2 separate regions of the Sus scrofa genome follow, and region 1 is linked to region 2. A link is a contact called in public promoter capture Hi-C data. All regions are on one chromosome and are shown on one strand. Each heading gives the region's core, a stretch centred on a gene start, on an enhancer-like site or on the middle of the called end of the contact. The rest is flanking DNA. Distances are from core to core; before and after follow the strand shown. Region 1 holds the start of FMO4 (dimethylaniline monooxygenase [N-oxide-forming] 4). Region 2 has its middle 21 kb from the start of FMO3.

Region 1 (4,691 bases), core at 1,465-3,964, 170 kb after region 2:
CTGTGAGCTGTGGTGTCCGTCGCTGACGCAGCTCGGATCCCACCCTGCTATGGCCCTGGCATAGGCTGGCGGCTACACCTCCCATTGGACCCCTAGCCTGGGAACCTCCATATGCTGTGGGAGCGGCCCTGGAAAAGGCAAAAAGAGAAGACAAAAAAATTTTTTTTTTAAATAAAAGATAGCAGGTATTGGAGAGACTATGAAGAAATTATGAGTAATATTTTAAATCAACTATACTTTAATAATAAAAAAAGGAAAAAAGGAAATTATGACACTTCTACCTTGTTAGTAGGAATATAAAATGGTGCCGCTGCTATTGAAAACAGTAGGAGTTTCCTCAAAAAATTAGAACTAGAACTAGAATATTATTCAGAAATCCCACTTCTGGGTATTTGTACAAAAGAATTGAAATCAGGATCTCAAAAAGATATCTGCACTACCAAGTTCATTGCAACATTAAAGACCATAGCCAAGAAACAATCTAAATGTCCATGGACAGAATGGATAAAGAAAATGTGATATGTTTATGTAGAGAGAGAGAAACATATAGACATATATATATATATATATATATATATATATATATATATAGACATATAGGCATATATAGATAGACACACCACACACATATATATATACACAATGGAATATTATTTGGTCTTTTTAAAAAAGAAAATTCCGCCATATGTGACAATATTGATGAACCTGGAGACATCATGCTAAATGAAATGAGCCAGTCACAGAAATGAAAATCTGTATGATTCTATTTATACGAATTATCTAAAATAGTTAAGCTCACAGAAGCAGAGAGTAGACTGGTGGTCGCCAGAGACTAGAATGACAGGGAAATGGAGAGATGTTTTTCAGTGGATATAGTTTCAGCTGTGCAAGATGAATAAATTCTGAGATCTCCTGTTCAACATAGTGCCAATAGTTAACAACACTGTATTGTGCATTTAAAAAATTTGTTAGGAATGTAGATTTCATGTCAAGTATTCTTACCAACAAAAAAACAAACAAAAAAGGGACACGAGGAAACTTTTGTAGGTGATGAATGTTTATTACCTTAAGGAGTGATGCTTTTACAGGTGTATGCATGTATTAAAGCCCATCAAATTATGTGCATTATGCAAGTTTTGTCTATCAATTATGCTTCAATAACCATTAAACAACAAAAAAGGTGGCATATAGATAAATGTTTAATGAATGACAGGGGGTGTGGGGAGATCCCAGATTTTTAGTGTTTGCCAGTTTCCATGGTGTAAACAACCCCACCATGAACAACGTTAAGCTGTTGTGTCAAGCATTACTGTGTGTAATTGCAACCTACCACTGAACTTGGAGTTGGAGGAGATGCACATTCTCACTGCACAAGCCAGCTCTAGCACACCACTCAGTAAGAATATTGGAGTTCCCGTGGTGTCTCAGTGGTTAATGAATCCGACTAGGAACCATGAGGTTGCGGGTTCGGTCCCTGCCCTTGCTCAGTGGGTTAACGATCCGGCGTGAGCTGTGGTGTAGGTTGCAGACGCAGCTCGAATCCAGCGTTGCTGTGGCTCTGGCATAGGCTGGCGGCTACAGCTCCGATTCGACCCCTAGCCTGGGAACCTCCATATGCCGCGTGAGCGGCCCAAGAAATAGCAAAAAGACAAAAATAAATAAATAAATAAATAAAAATATTTGGGGGACAACTGAAAATGACCTGTATGTTACGTAAGTTATTGAATTTATACTGATTTTCTTATATACCATAATTGAAATATGGTTGTGTGGAAGAATGCCATTCTTCTTGCAAGATAATGTGCTAAAATATCCGGATGGCAACTTGCCATCTGAAGACTACTTTTAGATGTGTGTCTACAGATGCATATGTGTGTAAACATGGGTGGAGAGAGAGAAAGAAAATGTCAGTGTGTCAAGAGGTTGCTAGTTGATGAAATGGGTGAGGAATACATTAGTGTTCATTAATAAAATAACTCTTACAACTTCTCTGTGGACTTAATATTTCTCAAAAGAAAAAATATGTTGCCAACAGCAGACTTTATATAAAAATCTGAATTTTCAGTCTCTATTGAAAGGAGCTTAAAACCTTGCAATAGTGGGCTTATGCTCTCAAATAGCACTATTTAGCTAAACCTAATACATGGGGGTGGGCAGGTGCTTTCCAGTCAGATCTGATCAGGCCCTCTTCTCCGACCCTTGTGGGCATTTGCATCTATGATTGTTCAATGAGCTGAAGATGGTCCTTTATGCTGGCTTCCAAGCACTCAGTGGAGAAAAAGATGCTGTGTACTTACTATTCTATTACTGCCAGTGCTTCTGTAATTATTCCTTTTCGTGTGCCCTGGGTTAATATCTAAAACTAGTTTCATGTTTTCTCAAACATGTTTTACCAGCTCCCTCTGCTGACCTTTTCTGAAAAGACGAAACTGCTTAAATCCCTTATAAATTCTCAATTTTGAAATCACACTTCTGGGGTGCGGGAACTCTAGACTTGGAAGAACTGCTGACATGACAAATGACTTTCTCCCATGGCCCGCTCCTATGACCACTGAAGGGACTAATAAAAGAGTCAGAATTTAGAAAGTACACTGCCCCTCTCCCTGGGGGCTGTGGTTTGGGGGTGACTTGGCGCCCTCTAACGGCTACGAGGAGAAGAGCGGCCACTTAACCTATGCTCCCCTTTAGGGCTTTGCCGGAACTGTGACGTTTCGGAGGGTGGGGGAAAAGGGTCAGAAGTCGCTTGTGGCCTTCGAATCCGAAAGCATTATTCTAACTCGTCATTTAGCCCTCCCTCGAGATCACGGAAGTATCTAGCCGTGTCCCACACAACTTTTTCTGTTTTGTTTTGCTCTGTGAGTATACTTTCTGCTATCACCAGCAGGACAGGAAAGACGAATGGGTTTTTGTTTTAAACCGAGAGCAATTTTGTGATAGTTGGCGTTCTTTTATTTTCCTTCCAGAACAAAGAGTTGGAGTTTCAATTGTTTTTCAAGACAAACACTACCTTTGGTATTGGTTTTGAGAAATAATTTGTCAGAATATCTACTCTATGCCAACAAGGTAAGTGTCCTGGATTTTTTTTTTTTTTTTAATGGGGGTATTTTTCCAGGAGCTGCTTTCACAGAGGATGAATATTCTCCTTGGAGAGTGCATTCCTTAAAAATTATTGTGATCCTCTTCTTCAGGAGCCTCCTGATTAAGGTTAAAGCAGAGAATTATGGAGAAAACCGGAAGCAAAGGAATTGTAAGGAAACAAAGTTATGTTGTAGGGTGAAAACACCCAGAAAGGAGGTGTGGGTGAGAATAACAGAACTGTGGGACTTTCTGTCATTCCAGGCTCACTTCTGATTTCACTTTATGGATGAGATGGCATTGCCAGGCATTGGGAAACACAAAATACTCCACGAGTGTTATGGCAGGACATACTGTAGCAAAGGAAGAACACTGGTAGAATGATAATAAATATGAATAGATCAAATTTCTGTCATATAAATCATAACTAGTTACATAATAGCCTAATCACCCAAGTCTCTCCATGTCTCAAAAACAATTCCTACATTTTGTCAGGCATGACAAAATGTAGGAATTTATAGTCTGTCAGGCATGGGATGGGTTTTGATGTTGTCCAAAAGTCCAATTCAGTAGCTTAGGACTCCTTTCTATTAAGGAAGCAAATATCAGCAACCTTTGACCTACAATGGAACTTATGCACACTTTATAGCACACTTTATTGTTTACAAGGGGCTTAACACATCTTACACCCCCCTGGCCCTTCAAGCCTGCAGTATTTGTTGCTGAAAGTCAAACTCAACAGTTGCCTAATAGAAATGCAGAGACGGAGTTTTGCTTGAAGGAGAAAAAGATGGCTTTATTTATTGCCAGGCAAAATCAGCCACAGCATGCTGATGCCTTAAAGACTGTGGCCCCCTTGGAAAAGATTAGGAGGTGGTTTTATCATTTGGGGAGTGGAATATAGGGCCACTCCCCAAATCAGAGTAGAGGCAAGCTTGCATTTTCTTTCAAAGCTGGTGTTTAAGTGGCCCCAGGACTGGTTCTTATGGTCCTCCTTCTTCCAGAAATGAAGAATGCTTCATCAAGTAGTTCTTCTATATGTTGGGGGTTTTAGTTCTACAGAAAGGCTCAAAGATGTTGTTATGTATATTCCTTGAGAAGGAACCAGGACCCTGCCTCAAGGCTGCACTGTTGTCTCTTGACTGCTCATCCTTGGTCTCTCAGTCCCCTCAGTTCCCTGATTAGCAGCTGCCCTTTGGAACTCAGGAAAGGTCATGGAGGCTGAAGCTTATTCCCTAAAAACAAGAAATGGAGGACACAGAAAGACTTATGTGCTAGGAGCTCCACAGGGCACTAGCTCCGTTACGTATTCTCCCGTCTTTCAATTCACATCGATTTGGAATACCATTATTCGGCATTTAGACAGTCTCTAAGTGAGTCTGTAAAGGACAGGGTGTTTTTGCCCAGGAAAAACAGCCCACTCTGTATCTGACTAGGTCTCTAGGCATAGCTAAGCAGCCCAAGAGTGTTTGCAAGCATTTGTACCCAAAGCATGATGCTATTATAGAACATACCACATGTGTGTCAGCCTCTCTCCATATGGAGGCATCTTCTTGAGGACAGTCACTGGCTCTATTTTTATTTCTATTATTTAGCATTTGTTCTTAATCATCTTT
Region 2 (4,423 bases), core at 631-3,130:
AAAGAGACCTAATATAGAAGGTGGATTTGAGTAACTTTTTAAACTGAGATGTGGGGGTTATATGCAGTAGGGGAAGAGCTAGAGATCGATCATTCGGGCAGATGGAACAACATGTGTGAAGAATGGAAGCAGCAATGAGTTGGTGTGTTTAAGAAACAAAGACATCTAGGGTTGATGGAGCACAGTATGTGCAAGGCAGGGGAGTGGCATAGAATAATACCAGAATTATTGAGGGCTGAAGACTCTGCTAAGAATTTGGGGCTTTATATCAAGTTCAATGAGAAGACACTGAAGAGTTTTAGGCAGGAAAATGACATCCAATCTGAGATTCAAAAAAAGATTGCTTTGGCTTCTTTGTCAAGAAAGGGTTGGAAGTGAGAAAGTGTAGAAGCAGGGAAATTAAAGAGGCTGTTGCACAAGACCAAGAAAGAAGTGGTGGTGAACTGTAATGTGACTCATGAGATAGATAAAGCATACCAAACTATGGTGTGTATCACAAACCAAGTTCAAATGGTTACCAGCTCATTCAGACCCATGTACTCCGGGAAAAGACAGCAGACCTATCAGTAACTGCACAGACTCATAACTGCTTTCCCAAGATAAGTGTCTCCTGCCTGGTTCACAAATTCTGACCAAGAATTTGCTTTCTTCCTTTTGCCTGAAAGCCTCCCTTTGATAACTCTAGCCCTAAAATGTGTAAGTACCTTTCCCAGTTCCCCCTTTTAAGATACTCTGAACCCTGTCAAGGCAGTGCTTGCCCAGCTTTCCATGGCCTGCAGGTTTCCCTCTAGTCTATATATATGGTAGTTTTGACAGTAATGTGAACTACGTGGTACCAGGTAAAACAAAGATATGGATGGAGTCAGTGTGTATCTTAGACATAGACTCCACAGGTCTAAAATTGTATATAAGGGTAAAAGATACAAAGTGATAAAGATTAGTCCAAAATTTATGTTATTTCAACTCCAAGGAGATAAATTATGAGGAAATGCTATAATGTTTAAAGGCAGAAGATTTGGATCTAGTGAGACAGAAATTGACTCCTCACTCTGTGACCCAGTTGGTGTAAATTGGGGAAGGCAACTTGCCTAGTGCAAGACTTAATTCCCACATATGTGAAATGGGGGAACACAAATAGAATCCTTGTCCTAAATTTATTATGAGGACTAAATGAGAAAACTATTATAAAGCACTTGGTACAGTTCTTGGTATATATACAATAATGAATGTCACCTACTATACTGGAGATTGTTCCAAGAAACAATCAGTTCCTTGTGCTAAACGTCAGCTCTAAGAAATTACATAGGGCTGCCTAAGGTGCTTTGCGCTTTATGCTCTACTGTCCCCACTACATGCTGGGCCAGGGACTCTGGAGTCTAAACAGCCCCCATGCACTTTTCTGGGTTTATAAATATGGGCAAGAGGCTCAGGTTCACTACCACAGATATGCTTTCTGCATTCAGTGACCTTAACCTCCTTGCCACTTTGGCCCCCACTCCCACAGCAACACCCTGGACTTCGTCATCACCAGGAATTACACCACTCATATAAACACAAGCAATCCTGCTTTGGACCTTAATCTCTTATCTTTCCAGAACACCGACACCTCCTGTATTCATTTGTTAGGGCTACGATAACAAAGTACCATTAACTGGGTGGCTTAACAGAAATGTATTTTTTCACACTTCTGGGGGCTGCAGTACTAGATGAAGGTATTGGCAAGTTTGATTTCTTCTGAGGCCTCTCACTGTTGGATCAGTCAGGGTTCTCCAGAGAAACAGAACCAATGAGAAATTTGTAGATCTTTCAACATGAGGTTTACTGTAGGAATTGATTCACATGATTATAAAAGCCAAGAAGTTCCACTATCTGCTGTCTGCAAGCTGGAGGACCAGGACAGGTGCTGGGATAATTCTGCTGAGTCCAAAGTACTTCAATGTTGGAGGGAGGATTGAAGGTCCCAGCTCAAAAAGACAGAAAGTGACTTCACTCTTCCTCCAAATTTTTGTTCTATTCAGGCCCTCAATGGATTGAATGATGCCTACCAGCATTAGTGACCACAGATGTTTTTTACTCAACTCTACTGATTTAACACAAATCTCTTCTAAAAACACTCTTACAGATATACCCAGGAATCATGTTTTACCAGCATTACTTAATCCAGGCAAGTTGACACCTAAAGTTAACCATTTTCTGTTTTCTCTCTGTGTCTTCACATGATCTTTTTTACTACTTATTTCTGTACCTTGTCTCCTCTTCTTATAAGGACATCAGTCATATTGGATTAGGGCCTATCCCAATGACTCCATTTAACTTTAATTACTTCTTTAAAGATCCTGCATCCAAATATAATCACAGTCTGAGGACTGGGAGTTAGGACTTCAACAAAGGAATGGGAGATGGCAAAATTCAGCCCATAATTTTACCCCTACTACCCCTGGTATTCTACTTTAATAGGACAGTAAGGTTGTTAAGCCCATCCTCTCACATCTTCATTTTCTTCTCTGTGTGGCCTAGGACTCTTATCTGTTACTTTAGCCACCCTCCTAACAAAAGCCAGAATTCTATCACCCTTCTTCCACTGAAACACAAACCACTGATCAGTTCATCTGATGGTCATCCCTCCTCTGCTTCTAAACTAACATTGTTCCTAAATAAAAATCACACAAATGCACACAGAATGGTGCTACTGCACATGAACAAGTTATATTCTGTTAGAAATTCATGTTCCTCCACCTCAATTAGACCCTGGTGCCCCAGGCAAGCCTTACAGCTATTTCCTACATTTTAAAATCTCCTGAGATCTGCTCTTCTATCCATTGCCTGATCATTCTCCATAGAGGACTTCACTGCCTGAATTAAAATAAAAATAGAAACCATCATCCAGGAAGCCACTCAAATCCATGTTTCTGACCCATGAATATTTGTTTCTATTCCCTTTCTTAACTTTCTATTCGGTATTTGATTCCAAAACTCATGTATTCTATTTCTATTGAAAGAAGGCAGTATCAATGGTGACAGGAGAGAGGGAAAAAGGAGTTAGCAAGATTATTTCTAATCTGCAGTCAAGCATAAAAGCAAAACAAAATATTGTGTTCATCAAGCTCTATTAAAATAGGCATGTTTCTTCTTTCTTGAGAGGATATCAGAAGGTCTTATAAAAGTTACAAGTCAAATTTGAAAACCCAAACTCAGGAAGTTGAACAATGCTTGTATATGCACACAATACACACTTGAAATAAATATCTACAGGACAGCTGCCCTGGAACTATATTTAGCTCCAATGTTTAAGCCTATTAGACCACATACCAATTGTGTGAGATTTGGACAAAGATTCCAGGTGACCCTGACCCATCCCTCTCATCCTCTCCTTCCTTTTCAGCTATTTCCCCACTCCTTGCTTTTTCTTAAATTTATTTAACCATTGTTCCATTCTTAAATATAATATCTCCTTGCACTCAATTTTCTCAGAGGTGATAACATGAATCACTTCTTATCTCCAGTATAGCCATTGGCTTAAAGACATAAACATGAAATAATTTAACTCAGTTATTATGTTAGAAATGAAAAAAAAATCAGAAAAGAAGCTTAGCTGCAAACTTGAAGGAGTTTTTAGATTACATATGTGATATTTTATCAATCACATACATTTTGGTAGTGCAAAAATTTATCTTCTCAACTGAGAAAAAGTATCCCTTAGTAAAGAGTCACCATGAATTATTGCAGATCTATGTATCACTAACATGAAAAATCTGGCACTGTTTTCTAAAGTCAATCTCAATATCTCTCACATATTAATTTTTTTAATTGACTTTGCTTTTTATTCCAAAAGTTATTCCCATATATTCATTTCACTTCAATATGTACAGATTCTGTGTTTATATTTAAGGCAACATCCTTGTAAGGAAAGCTTTTAAAAACCCAGAAGTAGTGTCTAGATGACCTTTCTACACCTAGTCATGGAGAGATCTCAAAACTCCTTACACAGATTGCTGAAGTTAACACCACTGCACCATGCCTAGTGCCTTTTTCCATGTTCAAAGCCTTTGTGTGCAATAGCTCATTTTACTCTTATACCAACACCATGAGATACATTGTAATGAACAAGGAGTCTGAAGTCTAGAGAATCTAAATGACTTGTGCACAATAATGTAGATAGCTAGTGAGGAGAGTTAAATCTTTTAACTCCAATATCCAAGGTTCACTCTACTAAATTAATGTCTCCAATTTAACTTTAATAAATTATTATTTTTAATTATGGTAATGTCTTTACCTCTCAGATTGTTAACTGATAAAGAGGCATAGTCTTATATTCTCAATACCCAATAGAATATCTAGATAAAGTTCATCACTTTTCCTTGAAAGATAGGTAGCCAACAATTATAAGTTGGAGGAAAGTTTATTTTGCTATGCTTAGTCTCCT

What was found. Promoter capture Hi-C pulls out the DNA fragments that hold promoters and counts their contacts.
Region 1: a promoter capture Hi-C map of liver shows a contact between it and region 2, with 2.8 times the contacts expected there. The contact joins the promoter of FMO4 here to the enhancer-like site in region 2. A contact is called at or near these places in 3 of 5 promoter capture datasets (fetal skeletal muscle, liver and skeletal muscle), 18 of 47 Hi-C or Micro-C datasets (alveolar macrophages, brain, embryonic fibroblasts and 11 more) and 2 of 2 datasets of contacts at active chromatin or transcription factors (alveolar macrophages and skeletal muscle).

Annotation. Positions count from the first base shown.
Region 1 is chr9:63,906,132-63,910,822 of Sscrofa11.1, forward strand. It overlaps FMO4 (dimethylaniline monooxygenase [N-oxide-forming] 4), which reads left to right and starts at 2,715. Exons shown (of 10, transcript XR_002335778.1): 1 at 2,715-2,855; 2 at 2,964-3,063.
Region 2 is chr9:63,734,826-63,739,248 of Sscrofa11.1, forward strand. No RefSeq gene overlaps it. Among named protein-coding and RNA genes, the nearest start is that of FMO3, 21 kb to the right of the region's middle. Within about 2 kb of position 1,881, at least 4 of the 83 cell types and tissues checked have an H3K27ac peak or open chromatin away from gene starts, as enhancers often do. A contact at or near this core is called in liver, where this site is marked.